Regions from separate parts of the Zea mays genome. Here region 2 is linked to region 1. The links are chromatin contacts, called in public Hi-C maps. All regions are on one chromosome and are shown on one strand. The core of a region is the stretch at or near the end of the contact, and the rest is flanking DNA. Distances in the headings are between cores, read along the strand shown. Region 1 holds the start of LOC100272420 (putative protein kinase superfamily protein). Region 2 holds the start of LOC100193167.

Region 1 (3,689 bases), core at 385-2,884:
AAGGTTTTTGTGAAGTCAACCAATAGGCTGCATTGAGTTCAACCTAGTTTTTATATAATATATACAAAGCTGGATACGGACAATGACGCATGGAATGACACGTTGTCACAGTATTCCCAACCACTCAATTTGCATAGTATAGACAAAGCTACATATAAAAAAGAAATATATGTAGACACAGAACATATCATACCTAAGAGATGGGTTTGTCTATTAAGCATTGTATTGGGTTTTTTTCTTCCACAATGCCTAAAAACAAGGTTACTCTGCAGGAACATGAGACCTCAATCATAATTCTAAAAAGGGGCCACGTCCAATAGCTGCCACCATGACAGGCTAATGCAGGCATTTTTTTTCTTTTTTATTTACACAAGATGGAGATATGCAAACCTGTAGCCAGTTCACACGCACGCACGCACGCTTATATGTTTGTGTGTGTGTGTTTGTGTTGACTTCCCAATGACAACATATCCAAACTACCTAATAATAACGCAATCAAAGATCAATGTCCCAAAACAAAACAAAAGGAAACAGAAGCCAGTTGTTTGGTTATTTAATAATAACGCAATCAAAGGTCAATGTCCCAAAAAATAACTGTGACTGGGTGAACTGACAGGCAAGAAAACAAAAGGCGTAGAGTTGAAATTTTAATTCTCAGCAAGTATGAAGATGTAGGGAGCAGCAGGAACCTGAGAACCATCCCAGACTTGCCCCCAATACACGCTCCCAAGTGGCCCTTCTCCGATCTTGTTATCGTAATTGAAGCTGTTTGTTGCTGATCGAAGTTCTCTCAACGAGAACACCCACCTCAACGATCGCCTTCCTTCGTCAGACCTTACAAACCAAAGCAATTAAATACGTCATGATGAGCTACTACCAAATGACCTTCCAAGCATACACAGTACGTGAACTCGTATCCAGTTCCACTGCAAACCCCCCCTGTGCTGCCCCTAGAACAAATTTTCCTAATCCATAGAAGAAAAATCTGAATATTAGGATGGTTCATCGGACATGACCAGCATGGCAACATGCCGAATTTCCACACCGTTTCATAGCTATTTCTGAAGCTGAGGAACAGAATAAATTAAAGCCCGCAGCGTTTTACTTTGCACCCAAATCCCACCGCCAACGTTTGTAGTACAAGCAGTAGCGCTAAAACCAAACAAGGTGTCTTACTTACTACGTACGTATTTGGCAAATTCACTAGAGCGACCAAGTGCGAGGAGTTCGCCGTCATGTTCACGTGATCATGCCCCCCGCCCCGAGTCCCCGACGATCCTCAGAACATCCAACACCGATCGCCGAGCTCACACAACGCGGTGGGCTTGAGCAAACCCCAGAGAAACACAGAAGGGAGAGAGAAACGAAGCGGGGCTGGGGGGCAGGACGAGGAGCTGGCGACTTACAGGTCCTCCTCCGGGGACGCGGCGGCCCCGCCGCAGCAGAGGAGCCTGCGCGCGGCCCGCGGCAGCTTGGGGTGCATCGGCGTCGCGCGGAACAGGGGGAGCGGAACGGCTTGGAGTCGAAGAGACTCGGATGGAGTGGTGGCCGCTGCGGTGGGGGGACTTGGACCAGAGGAGGGGTGGGGGAGAGGCGGGCAGAGACGTAACAGCGGAGACCAGCCTCGCAGCTGCGCTTTCGGTGTGCGTGAGTGACCTGTTCGCCGCCTTTTTCTCGCCATTCCCACGCGCCGACGCAGGTTGGGTTGGGGATTCGGCAGCCCACGCCGCTGCTTGCCGTGCGGGGCAAATCCTGCTGGAGCTGGTGATGGGGGTTGGTTACACGGGTAACCACCACAACGTTCACCACCATCACTACACTAGGGCCGGCCGTCTGGTACGCGGAGCGGAAGGGGGATTATTCCATACGAGATGTTTCGGTTCTCCACAGCAATCAGTGGAAGAACGCGTGTACGGCTTGGCTTTGTTCACCTGCACCGATTCCTGGCATCAAGGACATGTAAAAAAATCAACGTGAATGAATATAAATAAATTGATGTGAACCGCTCGCCGTGGAGCGACTGGTCCTCCCTGGCAAATTATAGGAGATGGCAAGTAGCGCAGCATTTTGTTGGAGCTGTTTTTTTTTCATTGAGTAGGTACTCCTTCTGTTTCGTTGAACTATTCAGCGACAACTAAAAATAAACAGTTGGAGTATAAAATTTGAGAGGAGTTAGAAGAGCCATGTGTTCTACTGGACAGGCGGGATCATAGTAATATGGCTTCTCACTCTTCGTCGTAATAAATCTGACATCAACTATAACAAATATTATTATTCCACATATTTGTCACAAGGTTTCCAAATGGCTTCGGCTCAAATAATTCCATGAGAGTACCCAGAGTTTAGGGCTGGCTCTGGCCCCATACAAGAGAGGCAACTGTCCAGGCAACGTCTACACATCTCTTCGCATACATGCATAAGAAGCAGAAGAAAAAAAAAGAGGGCCATAGCCCATAGCCAGAGTTCCAATCCCGGGCCTTCTCAACGGCGTCGCGAAAGCCCGGCAGCAGCCAGTCCATGGGCAGCAAGTTGTCATATTATTGCCTGCTCAACTTTGTTGTCCATTTTTTTTCCTAAAGGAAATATTTTGTTCCTGAAAGGGAATTAGGCTTACACCTAGTTCCTAAATAATTTTAGTAGTTGAATTACCCAACACAAATAATCGGACTAACTAGTTTGCTCTAGTGTATAAGTTATACAGGTGTAAAAGGTTCACACTTAGCCAATAAAAAGATCAAATATTGGATTCAACAAAGGAGCAAAGGGACAACCGAAGGCACCTCTGGTCTGGGGCACCGGACTATCCGGTGTACACCGGACAGTGTCCGGTGCACCACCAGACAGTGTCCGGTGCACCAGAGGACTCCAACTTAAACTTGCCACCTTCGGGAATTTCCAGAGGCACTCCGCTATAATTCACCGGACTGTCCGGTGTACACCGGACAGTGTTCGGTGCTCCAAGGAAGAGCGGCCTCCGGAACTCGCCAGCCTCGGGAAAACGCAGCGGCTGCTCCGCTATAATTCACCGGACTGTCCGGTGAACCAGCAGAGCAACGGCTACTTCGCGCCAACGGTCATCTGCAGGCGCATTCAATGCGCGCCAGAAGTGCGCAGAAGTCAGGCACACCCATACTGGCGCACTGGACATTGAACAGTACATGTCCGGTGTGCACCGGACATCCAGGCGGGCCCAGAAGACAGAAGCTCCAACGGTTGGAATCCAATGGCATTGGTGACATGGCTGGCGCACCGGACATGTCCGGTGTGCACCGGACTGTCCGGTGCACCATTCGACAGACAGCCTCCACCAACGGTCATGTTTGGTGGTTGGGGCTATAAATACCCCAACCACCCCACCATTCATTGCATCCAAGTTTTCCACTTCTCAACCAATTACAAGAGCTAGGCATTCAATTCTAGACACACCAAAGAGATCAAATCCTCTCCAATTCCACACAAGGCTTTAGTGATTAGCGAGAGAGATTTGCCGTATTCTTTTGAGCTCTTGCGCTTGGATTGCTTCTTTTCTTTCTCACTTGTTCTTGTGATCAAAACTCCATTGTAATCAAGGCAAGAGGCACCAATTGTGTGGTGGCCCTTGCGGGGAAGTTTTGTTCCCGGTTTTGATTTTAGAAGAGAAGCTCACTCGGTCCGAGGGACCGTTTGAGAGAGGGAAGGGTTGAAAGAGA
Region 2 (3,689 bases), core at 821-3,320, 320 kb after region 1:
GGATTGGTGTAAACGAACAAAGCCTAAGGTGGTAAGGCTATGAATAAAGATTTATATCTACTCCCAATAAAATGATTACCTCAGAAGATTCAGGCATTCGAAATGGTCGAGGGTGGAACTGCGATGATTCCAAGTGAAAGGGAGCTTCTTGAATGGTTTTGTCTACATTTGGTAATACAAAAGACAGTGGTTGGTCTCGTGGAGGATTTAATGGATCAAATACTTGAAGTCCTGAACTTTGGTTTACTGGTGGCATCACTGCCCCAGAGCTTGACGCTGTAATGTTGCCCCCACCAACTGCAGCAAACATTTGTGATGCTTGTGCAGGCTCAATTGTGCCAGACAAATATGGAGGGTTCAAGTAAACACCATTTCTCATAGACAGCATCTATAACAAAATAATAGGTAAAAGTTACACTCTATAGTTGCAGTTCAGCAATTAACATTGTTCATTAAAATATAACTTAGAATAGTATGTAACTGACACGTGTACTATGGAAATGCATTCACTGAACATAGCAATATTTGGTTCCAAACTAGGCCCTCACTGTCAAAAACAGCATAGCATTTCTGTGAAGCAAGTAAATAGGCAGTATTTTTGGTTAACACTAACCACATACATAGTCAGCCTATCACTAGCCACTACATTCCAGAAATTCTTGTGTGTCTCCATTATTTAGCACCTCAGGCTACATGCAAATTGCAAACCATCTTTGCCACCACCTTTCCTGTTCATGTATCATAGCATATAAGGATTTGTGCATAACGTTGCACTTCTTACAGTTCACTAGCCATATCTTTATCTTGAGGTCACACACGTTGATGAGATTATGTTTTAAAACAAAGTATAAACCTTGACAAGTACTCAGTGCCCAAATTGCCATCCAACATATAAACAGGGACACCTGTCGGCGGGACATGCTTTTACTTAACAAAACAACATGCAAGCTTGGCATCGATCAATAGTTTAGCCACAGTGGTGTCTCGGCAAACCTAAATTTTAAACAAATGAAAATGGAAGGTATCGGCAAACTAATGAAGCTGTCTCTGTCTCTTCAAAAATAATAAAAACGAAGCACCCATCACAGGATCACACATAATGCGAAGGCCCTTGCTGGTTATAATAAGGCAAGTGGCCTCAACTCAAGAGTCATGCAAGTCTGTCGTCACGGATTTGATGAAGAATCATTATGGCCGGGTACTTTCTATTGTACCAATTCTACGTCAATGTTTTGTACCAGAAAGATGCATCGGCACCATGTGGACGTGTCCTATTTGCTCACCTGCACTTGGAGCTGCAGTTGCTTCAGATACTCAATGGCCTCGTCAAGCATGGATGCCTTGTCGGTCTGCACTCCCAAAAACCATCACAGCAGAAACACATTACGGTCAAGTCCAGGACTAACAACTGAACAACCTTTGCAAGCGAACGAGAGAGTGAGAAAGAGCTCTTGTCAGTTTCCACTCACCTTGTTGGAGTTGGGTATCAGGCTCTGCAGCGCTTTCATCTTCTCGTTGATCTTGCTCCTCCTCCTCTGCGCCAAAAAAACATAAAAACCCAAACAACGATCTTTACTCTTCAGCGCGGGGAGAAAGAACTCGGATTTCAAGAAATGACAACGGCACCACCTTCTCGGAGAGGTTGTGCACCTCGGCAGCGCGGCTCCGCTTGCCGCCGCCGCCGCCGGACCCCCCGCGCGTCCGCTCCGGCGGTGGCTCGGGCTCCGACCCGCCCGCGTCGCTGTCCCCGAGCCCGCCGGCGTCCTCCCCGTAGTCCACCTGCTGGCCGTGGCCCAGCGCTGCCGGGAACGCCGCCACCCCGCCGAACATCTGGCGCCGCACCTCATCCTCCTCCTCCAGCTGCCGCCGTTGCTGTTGAAGCTGCTGGTGCTGCAAGAGCGCCATCGCCTCCCGCCCGTGCCCCTGCACGGCCCCGCGGCCCCCGCCGAGACCACCGAGCCCCTGCTCGTTCATCTCGTCCGCGCCTCACCACACAGCCTCGCGGGAGGCGAGAGAGCTCCGGGCTCCGATGGGACTCGGGAGAGAAGGCGAAGGGGGGGACTAGGAGGCGAGGTGGGTTTGGGGTGGAGGCGCGGCCGCTCCCTTCTTTTTAGTGTTTGCGCCCATGCCGTGCTGCTGCGGCCTGCGGTGCTGCCGCTGAGCGGAGCCGAGCTAGGTGGGTGGCCGGTTGCTTGCCCGCGGCCGCGCACTCGCCCGCTTTGGGCTTGTTTTTTCCTGGACTTTTTACGGGGTTTTGGCGGTTTCCCCCGGGCGCGGCTGTGCTGCAGCGGACGGATTCCGCCCCGGCTCCTCGGTGTCAGCTAGCCAGCCAGCGCCTTGCGGTTCGTGCAGAGCGGGTGTGCATTTATGTTGCCTTTCAGTTGTGTGTGGGTTTGGGTTTCTCAGTTCAACGATCGGCGCTGCGGGTTTGGCCCCGTTTGTTTTAGTTTTTCTCTTTTCTGAGCCTGTCTTCACTGATTACCAAATATTTAGCTTTTCAGCTAGTTTTATATAAAATAAAAGTCATCCAAAATCTGAAATATGTAATCAGTCGAGTCCTCGCGATATTAGAAATCCGCCAGTTTCTATATCATAAAACCTATGGATCTTTTATCTTCAGCCGCATATAATCCCTACAATACTTAAATTCTTCTAACAACCAGATTTTTTAAAAAACTAATTGAAAAAATCTGAAATGAACAGGTGTGTGCGCTTGCCAATGGCAACACGACGGATTCGAGTCCAAACCTAAAACTCGAACGGAAATCCAAAACCACCCTAAATACTAAATTAGGTGATAATTCAAATTCAGAACAAAATTTGACGAGTCCTCAAAACCTAAATACTACCTTTGTTCGTAAATATATGTCGTTTAACGTTTGACTTTTTTAGTCTCGACTTTGACCACTTGTCTTGATTTTTAAAAAATCCAAAATAATTTATAGCTACATTTAAGGCTTATTATATACTAAACCAAGATGCAGTGAAAATCAATAAAATTTCTAGACTTTTTTAATAACACAATTGGTCAAAATTAAGACAAAAAAGTCAAATGTCATAGTAGTTATTTAAAACCTAAGATCCATCGCTGCGTGGCAATACCGGAAAACAATACAAACATTCTACGAGCACATATATGATATATATTCCATACTCACATATACACATAAAAGATACTCACATATACACATAAAAGGTGAAAAAAAAACATCAAGCAAATTCATGACTTAACTATTTCGAACCTTCACCGGACATCGGGACATCAATGGGTAAAAATTGTAAACCAAAATTGAAACCGATAAGTTTCTAATCCCAAACCCAAAAAACATTGGAGAAAAATCGAATCTAACCTGAACACGCTAAACCCAAAATCTACGGAGCTGCGATCTCACACTGTTATGTGGTGTTGATTTAGTTACGAGCGTGTTCTACTTTACTCACTCCGTCTCAAATTAAATTTATTTTACCTTATTATTGAAGTCATACAATAATTAATATATATGTTATATATATGTTATTTGCAATCGTCTATATGAATATGGACATGAAAATCTATAGCTAAAACAACGAAGATACTATAATATATAGTGCATCGTATTAAAAAAACTTCCTTTTATTATTAAAGATGTGTTTAGGATTCACGCTCTTATGATATAGAATTATTAAAGAACAAACTTTTTTCAATCTTA

The links. A called contact is a pair of places that touch in the nucleus more often than the background predicts.
Region 2: a Hi-C map of bundle sheath shows a contact between it and region 1, with 2.6 times the contacts expected there. The contact joins the promoter of LOC100193167 here to the promoter of LOC100272420 in region 1. A contact is called at or near these places in 4 of 25 Hi-C or Micro-C datasets (bundle sheath, endosperm, leaf and 1 more).

What each region holds. Positions count from the first base shown.
Region 1 is chr9:17,808,582-17,812,270 of Zm-B73-REFERENCE-NAM-5.0, forward strand. It overlaps LOC100272420 (putative protein kinase superfamily protein), which reads right to left and starts at 1,635. Exons shown (of 4, transcript NM_001146897.1): 1 at 1,407-1,635; 2 at 690-834. The coding sequence starts at 1,483.
Region 2 is chr9:18,127,823-18,131,511 of Zm-B73-REFERENCE-NAM-5.0, forward strand. LOC100193167 reads right to left here and starts at 2,071. Exons shown (of 7, transcript NM_001138322.1): 1 at 1,630-2,071; 2 at 1,470-1,535; 3 at 1,284-1,349; 4 at 80-388. The coding sequence starts at 1,974.